Linked DNA regions of Mus musculus: region 1 is linked to region 2. The links are chromatin contacts, called in public HiChIP or PLAC-seq maps. All regions are on one chromosome and are shown on one strand. Each heading gives the region's core, a stretch centred on a gene start, on an enhancer-like site or on the middle of the called end of the contact. The rest is flanking DNA. Distances are from core to core; before and after follow the strand shown.

Region 1 (4,498 bases), core at 899-3,398, 180 kb before region 2:
CCCATGTTGGGTGGACACTGACCTGGGTCACCGATGTGAATGGGTTGTCCTTGCTGTCCTCTTATGGCGTGAGTGGCCTGCAACAGCCTTTCCAGCTTGTCCTTGGGAATGGGTCTCATTGTGACCACCAGAGGGCAGCAGAAGCCAGCAATGGTGGCACAGGGCACTGTTGTCTGATAGTGAAAATATAGGGGGAAAATACAGGAATCAACTCAAATTAAAGCCGCAACACTTCCAGTCCAAGAAGCAAGAGATCCAGGGAGCTGTTGCAGCCTGGTTGACAGTGAGAGACTCAAAACTAGGGTGCAGGAGGGGGGAGCCTTATTCATTTTTTTCTTTATTAATCTGTCAACATCACTTTGGCAGTCTGGCACACATCTAAGCTGGACAGAATAATGTTTTCACCACATAAAAGAAAATTCAGGATGGTGTGTTGCCTGTTGTCCCAGCACCTGGGAGGCTAAGGAGATGGGGAGTTTGAGCCTTGACTGCAAGGAAAGTTTTAAGGTGATTCTGGTAACACAGTGAGAGACTGCCTTAAAACAAACACACAGACGGGGCAGCAAAAAGGTGACGGGAAGAGAAGAGAATCAAATGTTCCAAAGGAAACCACTACTATTTCTGATGTCCAGATGTAGTTACCAGAGCCCCAGAAAGAATATTATACTTTCCCACTAACAGCTAGGAGGACAGAATGGCAGATCTGTTACTGGAGTATCAGTATACAGGGTGTTTTGAAACTCTCAAGAACTGTACTGTGTTATGCTATTTGTGAGATACTTTATCATCCTCAGCATTCCAGGACATATTGATCCAACAGCCCTTTGTGGCCAACAGTCAGAACCAAAGGAAATGCTAACTTTCAGCCGAGGTTTATAACACACACACACACACACACACACACACACACACACACACAATTTTCCCACCCAGTGGCGGGCATGGTGGCTCACGACTTTAATCCCAGCACTTGGGAGACAGAGGCAGGCAGATTTCTGAGTTCAAGGCCAGCCTGGTCTACAGAGTGAGTTCCAGGACAGCCAGGGCTACAGAGAAACCCTGTCTCAAAATCAAAACAAAACAAAACACCCCAAAAAACCAAAAAACAATTTCCTCGCCCAGTCTCATGGGTCTCTAAATGTTCTTTCTCCATGGACCTCAAGAAGCTGCGAAGTTCTGACAGAATCAGGCAAAAGCAAGCAAACAGCGCCAGGAACATCGGCTGCCTGATTTACTTCTAGATCCCACAGGATGAGCCTGTCCCTGGATGCCCCGGTCTTCCCTTCCAAGATTCTGCACAGGGCGACCTGGGTGACTTTCACTGGTGGTATACTTCTCCCCCTGCAGTGGGGCTTACGACAGGCTTAGAACGCAGCCAGGATCAGGATCCCCTGGGACGACCTTGGCTGCCACTTAACTGGCTGTTACCACCCTGGCAACTGTAAGATGAGGCTCTGCTGTGCTGCCAGCCCAGTGTCTGTATGACAGCACCTGGGACAGAGCAAAGGCACATGTAGGCCACTCACAAAGCCAGGCAGGGCTCCTGGGGACTGAGACACCTCTGTTTAGGATGGGCCATCTATCCAGGCCATCAGTCAAATTCAAGGTGGCTGTAAGAGCCATCTCTCTCAGGGCCTAAGGGCAGTGGGGTGAGTTGTTACAGACAAAACTGTATGGCAGCTGTGGGGAGAGGGGGCAGTGACGTGTCATGGATAATTGACAGGCTTTGGTGAACATATATGGACGTCTGTGCCTCTGTACAAAGCTTTTTTTTTTTTTTTTTTTTTTTTTTGGTTTTTTCGAGACAGGGTTTCTCTGTATAGCCAATCTCATCAACCCAATCTTTTGTGCCTCGAAGGTTACTACAGAACTGCAGGGACCTGACGCAGTCCAAGCCTCTTTGGCAGGAGTCAAAGTGGGGAGGGACACTGTGACAAACAGCGCTCAAGATGAAAAAAGTCCAGCCACTGTGAGCAGGGAAGTCTGGAGGCTGGTCTTGTGCACAGGGAGGCCTGGAGACTGCTGATCAGCCAGAGTGCTCAGACTTGTCCCAACAGCATCTGGGAAGGAGGCAGAGGAGGAAGGGCGCCACTCTTCCCCACGTGACTGGTTTCAGCAGGAAGAGAAGTGCATCAACTCGGCCACAGGGACAGTCCCTAACAGCAGGCGTGTCCCAGGAGAGGCCACCCTTCTGCCGTTAACACTCTGTGCTCACATCAAAACTGGCCATGGTGACACCCTGTGCTTGTAATTCTAGCACTGGGAGATAGAGACAAGAGCATCCCCAGGGCTCTCTGGCAGAGAGCCTACCCTTAATCAGTGAATCCCAGTAAGAGGTCTTGTCTCCAACTCCACGGTGGGGCCAGTGAAAAGACTCATCAGATAAAGGCACTTGCTGCCGTGCCTGGTGACTTGAATTTGATTCCCAAGCCCCACGAGGCAGAGGCAGAAGGAGAGAACTGATTTCCATAAGTTGCCATCCAATCTCCACACAAACATTGCACTACCAAAATCACCCCTTCCCCAAATAAGTGTAACTTAGCAGAAAACAATGTGTTCTGCTCCCGAAGAGTACTAGTTGACCTTTAGCCTGAACATACATTCATATATACATGCCCTCTCTCTCTCTCCAAATGTCCAAATGACTTTGATTGACATTGCACAGCCATATCAGAGGCAGGTGGGAGAGAGACTGACTCAGAGGGTAATGGTTTTACCTGGGAGGGCGACTGAGCTAGGGCTGACCTTAGGGCTTCTGATCCCTGAACCAACATTCTCTCCACCATCGGAAACTACAGAGTCCATCCACATTTTCAAGCTGTTTTGCCCAGGGGCATGGCCTTACCTTGTATGCTCCTGCATGGCTGGGACCTGTTAGGTCTCTTCTGGGGATCCCTGCCTGCTCCAAGGCCTCTTCTATGGAGAAGCTGCAGTCTATGATGAAGGTCACCATTTCTTTTAGTTGTTCTGAGTGCTCTTCCAGTGAGGTCAGGATGCCTGTGCAGGTGCCAAACTTGTATTTCTGCAACTGTGGACAGATGGTCCTAGGGACACAAAGAAGTGCTCACAGGCCCCTGAGGCGCTTTTTTTGTTTTTGTTTTTGTTTTTAGAGACAGGGTTTCTTTATGTAACAGCCCTGGCTATTCTGGAACTTGCTCTGTAGACTGGGCTGACTCCAAACTCATGGAGATTCATCTGCCTCTGCCTCCACAGGGTGTACCACCGTGCCCACTCGGCCAATACTGTGTTTATTAGAAGGTCAGAGAGGGGCTGGAGAGTGGTTAAGAGCACTGACTGCTCTTCCAAAGATTCTGAGTTCAATTCCCAGCAACCACATGGTGGCTCACAACCATCTGCAATGTGAGCTGACGTCCTCTTCTGGTGTATCTGAAGACAGCTACAGTGTACTCATATACATTAAATAAATAAATCTTTAAAAGAAGGAGGAGGAGGAGGAGGAGAAAAAGGCAGAGGAGGGACTCTCTGATACTGACACGTCTAGAGCTCTCTACACTGGGGAGCGCTTGGTTTTCAAGTCGGGGCTTTGCTGGTGTTCCTGAAGCATGACCAAACCAGAACCACTGAATCAATGTGTGCATAGCATAACCTGTGGGTCCCACCCCATCCCATTTCCTGAACCTCAATGTGAGACCAGTCAGACCCACAAGAATAAAACAATGGTGGACTTTCTGCAACAGGGAGATGCTGTTGGACCCAGAGAAACTTTGGTGTCCTCTCCCATGAGGCTGAAAGCCTTATGTGGTACGAGCCTCAACCCTGTTCACCCCAAATCATTGCTGGGTTATTCCTCCTTTCCAGCCATGTGCCAGGGGATGGGTTGTAGGGATGGCCAGGGTGTGACTCCACATTCAGACACCAGCTCCATGGAGCAGCAAGTGTCTGGATAGGGAGAAACACAGAGCAATGAGGCACCCTCCTCCTCTACTGCTCTACTTTGGATCTCAAGTCTCCCCTAGAGGCCCATAGACTGAATGCACCATCCCAGCTTGTGGTGGTGGTGGTGGCAGCTATGCACCTTTAAGAGGTGGGAACTAGTAAGAGGAAGTTAGGTCATCGGGTATATCCGCTTTTAAGATGAGGATGTTACTTCGCCATCCTCTCTCTCTGCTTCCTGAGTAGCTTGGCTCCACTCCATCTCCCCTGCTATAATGTTCTGCTTTGCCACAGGCCCAAGCTGTAGCCACTCAACCATAGACTGAGACCTCCAAACCAGCAAACCAAACAAACCCTTCCTTCTTTAAGATGTGTGCCTTGGGTGTTTCTTCATAGTGTTGGAATGCTATGACCCATGAAGGGGGAGGAGTTGGGTCTTAAGGCATAAGTAGGAGTCCACAGGTTGGATGAGAAGGGAAGGACACCTAGGCAGAATGTGCTAAGTGTGAAGGCACCGAGTATATGAGCCAAGGGAGGTCTGCACCAGGAGACTCAAGCTGACCACACAGTAAGTACCAGCTCAGGCCCTAGTAACGTCTTTTTG
Region 2 (4,186 bases), core at 672-3,171:
CAAAAAACACCAGAATTAAAAGATTACTTCACGACAATCCATTGTTCTTCCCAAAAGAAAAAGAGTTGGCCAGCCATTGCTTTGTGCTACAGATCTAAGTCACAAGATTATTCTATTAAAGACCCAGTTTTAACTTTAAGTCAAAGTCATTAACAGACATTTTGGTAGCACTCTGAAAAGCTCTTTTTCTGGTGTTCATTTTTTTCCCATGAACTTAGCATTGCATTTCCATGATGTGTGAGTTCCAGAGCTCATTGCTAGTGAGAAAGTAAATAAAGTCATATCTCATCTGGGATTTTATCATTTCATTGAGTAATGGAAAGTCAGTAAAATAATCATAGAATTAAATGTAAAATACATTTGTGATCATTTTCATGAAAGAAATACCTTGGATTATGAGAGTGCAAAGTAAGAAGAAATGTGCTTGTCTGGAAAGTCAGAAAAGGACTGAACCAATGTCCACAGAAGTAAGCCAGTGTCAGGGCGGAGCAGATGGGAGAGGCATGAGCCACCTAGCTCAGAACTTCTGGGCTATGCTAAAGATGCTGTCAATGTCGAGAGCAGTGTGGCATGGAGTATTTGAATGCAAAGGGTGGTTTTTTGTTTTTGTTTTTAAGTTAGATGACAGTACAAAAGATGTGTTTATCAGGTTATGGATAAGGCAAACATAACTTGAAGGATTGATGGGCCTGGCCCTGTTTAAAAGATTCCAATAATCCAAAATAAGGAGAGGATTACATTTTGTCAGTAGTGTGATCCTTTAGTTAGTAGTCAGGCTCTTGTTTGGCAAGATTGAGACTTGTGGTTGTCAAAAGGGCTGGAATCATTAAAGGAGGAGAGTTATATGCATTTCTTGGAGTACTTTTCACTTAAAATTTACCCATATACATTTGTTGCCAAAGTTTAGCTGTAGACATATGATTTTGAGAACTGGCTCATAATGGTTTAGTTTGCTAAAAAGGCATGTTTGTACTGATTCATCTAAAAGTAACAGTGTCAGATTCTTTCAGGTGTAATGAGAGCTTAGACATATTTGAAGTAATCCGACTACAGAGGCATCTTGGATTTAGTTTTGTCCTGGCCTTTCAGTCATTTCACCCACAACTAATACATTAGAAGTTCATTTTTTTAAGTGTCTTACTTTTAACTATCTGTTCAGAACAATTGGCCTATTTTTTCATATCCACTTTCTTGGTTTATGTAATATTTAATGATAGTGCAACTACAGAACAGCATATACAAAAAGCATAGCCCTGTAAGGCAGCAAGTGTCTGTGACAGGTGGGAAGCAGGGAGTGAAGTAGGCTCAGGCGTTGATTATGCCGTGCACTTAGAGAGAATGCCAGTCCCGAGAATTCTAAGTGCAAGTCCCTTAGAATTTCTGCTGCTTAAAAAAAAAAAAAAAGCAGTCATTTGATGTGAGCTTAAATAATAAGAGGCTTGTGCAATGTATAGTTTTAAAGAGCATTAGAAAAATTGAGTGACAGGAAATGGGTCTCAGAGTAGTTGTCACATTGAAATCCCAGTGAGAGTAGCATGCCCAGGTTGAGTGACTTAAGGAAGGACATGAGACAGAGGCTTTCTAAACAGTTGCCCTTAACCTTTTATGACCTGTGAATGCTTCACTCAAAATAATGCATGTGAATAAAAATTAAAAGTTTGCATGCCTTCAATTACAGTTGTTTCTTTGTTACTAAAGAGCTATGATTAACATGCCTCCCAGAACAATGTAAAGGGAGCAGTTGTTCGCTTGGTTGTCACTTTTCAAGGTTTTTGGGTTTTGTTGATTCCCTAGTCCTTGCCTTTGCTGATTTTTGGGCCTTTGGGGGGGGGGTCAGTAAGAACATCATGGTTGAGGGAGCACATGAGAGAGACCAATCATGTCGTAGCAAACAGGAAGCAAAGAATAAGGAACCAGGTAGTAATAACCTGCAGACTTCTTCCAGATAGTCTCTACTGCCTCCCAGAGTAGACCATCAGTTAGCAACTAAGTAGTCAACACAAGAGTCTATGCAGGGCATTTTATATTAAAATTATAATTCTTTTAGAATTTATATATTTATAGGTGGACTACAAGAATATGTTTGTTTCCTCTGGTGTTTTCTGTTTTTTTTTAATTGATTCACTTTACATCCCAATCCAAGACACCCTCCTTCCTCTCCCCTTAGTCCCACCTCAGTCCCATGCTCCTTCTCCCTTTCTTTCCTCCCCTTCTCTTCAGAGAAGGGGGAGGATAGCCCATGAGTACCAGCCTGCCCTGGCATATCAAGTTGAAGCAGGACTAAGCATATCTTCTTCCACTAAGGCCAGACAAGGCAGCCCAGCTAGGGGAAGGGGATCCACAGGCAGGCAACAGAGTCAGAGACAGCCCTTGCTCCTAAATTGTTGGGTGACCCACATGAAGATCAATCTTCACGTCTACTACAAATGTGTAGGAGGCCTAGGTCTAGCCCATGCGTACTCTTAGGTTGGTTCAGTTTCTCTGAGCCCCCATGGGCCTGGGCTAGTTGATTCTGTTGGTCTTGTTGTGGTGGTCTTGACCCCTCTATCTCCCTCAGTCCTTCCCCTCACTCTTACACAAGACTTCCCAAGCTCTGCCTAATGTTTGACTGTGGGTCTCTGCACGTGCTTCCATCAGACGCTGGGTCTCAAGCGTCTCACAAGACAGTTATGCTAGGCTCCTGTCTCCAAGCATAACAGAGTATCATTAATAGTGTCAGGAGTTGGGTGGGTCTCAAGTTGGCCATTCCCTCACTCTCTGCTTCATTTTATCCCTGCTCATCTCGTAGGCAGGACATTTTTGGGTCAAAGGTTTTGTGGGTAGGTTGGTGGCCCCCTCCCTCTACTGGAAGTCCTACCTGGCAACAGGAGGTGGCTACTTCAGTCTCTGTATCTCTAGCTGCTAGGAGTCTCAGCTAGGATCATCCCCAGAGACTCCCTGGAACGTCCCCTGTCTCAGATCTCCAGCTTGCCCCAGATATGCCCCCCACACACGATTTTTGTTCTCTTTCCCAGTCTTCATCTGTATGCCCTGGCCCCATAACTGGTCCCCACCCTGTCTTCCTCCCACCCCCTACCCCATCCAATAACCTCCCTTCATCCACCTCCAGTGTCTATTTTGTTTCCCCTTCTGAGTGAAATTCAAACATCCTCCCTTGGGCTCTCCTTCTTACTTAGCTTCTTTGGGTTTGGGGATTGTATCGTGATTATCTTATACTTTACAGCTAGTATCCACTTATAAGTGAGCACATATCATGTATATCTTAGTGGATCTATGTTACCTCACTCAGGATAATATTTTCTAGTTACATCCATTTACCTGAAAATTTCAGGATATCTTTGTTTCTAATAGCTGAATAGTATTCCATTGTATAGATATATCACATTTTCTTTATTCATTCTTCAGTTGAGGGACATCTAGGTTGTTTCTAGTTTTTTACTATTATGAATAAAGCTGCTATGAATATGGTTGACCAAGTGTCCCTGTGGTATAGTGGAACATATTTTGGTTATATACCCAAGAGTACTCTAGCTGGGTCCTGGGGAAGAACTTTTCCCAGTTTTCTGAGAAACTGCCAAATTGATTTCCAGAGTGGTTGTACAAGTTTGCACTCTGAAAAGCAATGAAGTGGTGTTCTCCTTGCTCCACATCTTCACCAATGTGTGCTGTCATTTGATGTCTTAATTAGGGTTTTAATTGCTGTGAACAAACACCATGACCAAGGCAACTCTTTTTTTTTTTAAATTTATTACGTATTTTCCTCAATTACATTTCCAATGCTATCCCAAGAGTCCCCCATACCCTCCCGCCCACTTCCCTACCCACCCATTCCCATTTTTTGGCCCTGGCGTTCCCCTGTACTGGGGCATATAAAGTTTGTGTGTCCAATGGGCCTCTCTTTCCAGTGATGGCCGACTAGGCCATCTTTTGATACATATGCAGCTAGAGACAAGAGCTCCAGGGTACTGGTTAGTTCATACTGTTGTTCCACCTATAGGGTTGCAGATCCAAGGCAACTCTTATAAAGACAACATTTAATTGGGGCTGACTTAAAGGTTCAGAGGTTCAGTCCATTATCATCAAGTCTGGAACATGGCAGCATCCAGGCAGGCATGGTGTAGTAGGAGCTGAAAGTTCTGCATCTTCATCTGAAGGCTGCTAGCAGAATACTGACTTCCAGGCAGCT

Evidence for each region. HiChIP or PLAC-seq counts read pairs in DNA pulled down with a chosen protein or histone mark.
Region 1: a RAD21 HiChIP or PLAC-seq map of pro-B cells shows a contact between it and region 2, with 11 times the contacts expected there. The contact joins two enhancer-like sites. A contact is called at or near these places in 5 of 15 datasets of contacts at CTCF or cohesin (CD8 T cells, the NIH/3T3 cell line, embryonic stem cells and 2 more), 10 of 484 Hi-C or Micro-C datasets (B cells, CD8 T cells, the G1E-ER4 cell line and 5 more), 1 of 115 datasets of contacts at active chromatin or transcription factors (bone marrow-derived dendritic cells) and 3 of 9 other capture datasets (adipose tissue, liver and pancreatic islet).

What each region holds. Positions count from the first base shown.
Region 1 is chr12:100,837,046-100,841,543 of GRCm38.p6, reverse strand. Dglucy (D-glutamate cyclase) reads right to left here. Exons shown (of 13, transcript NM_145448.5): 4 at 2,846-3,044; 5 at 23-173. Among named protein-coding and RNA genes, the nearest start is that of Gm36572, 54 kb to the left of the region's middle. Within about 2 kb of position 2,148, at least 77 of the 459 cell types and tissues checked have an H3K27ac peak or open chromatin away from gene starts, as enhancers often do. A contact at or near this core is called in B cells and pro-B cells, where this site is marked.
Region 2 is chr12:100,658,001-100,662,186 of GRCm38.p6, reverse strand. The region is part of intron 2 of Rps6ka5 (ribosomal protein S6 kinase, polypeptide 5); the gene reads left to right. Among named protein-coding and RNA genes, the nearest start is that of Rps6ka5, 65 kb to the left of the region's middle. Within about 2 kb of position 1,921, at least 10 of the 459 cell types and tissues checked have an H3K27ac peak or open chromatin away from gene starts, as enhancers often do. A contact at or near this core is called in B cells and pro-B cells, where this site is marked.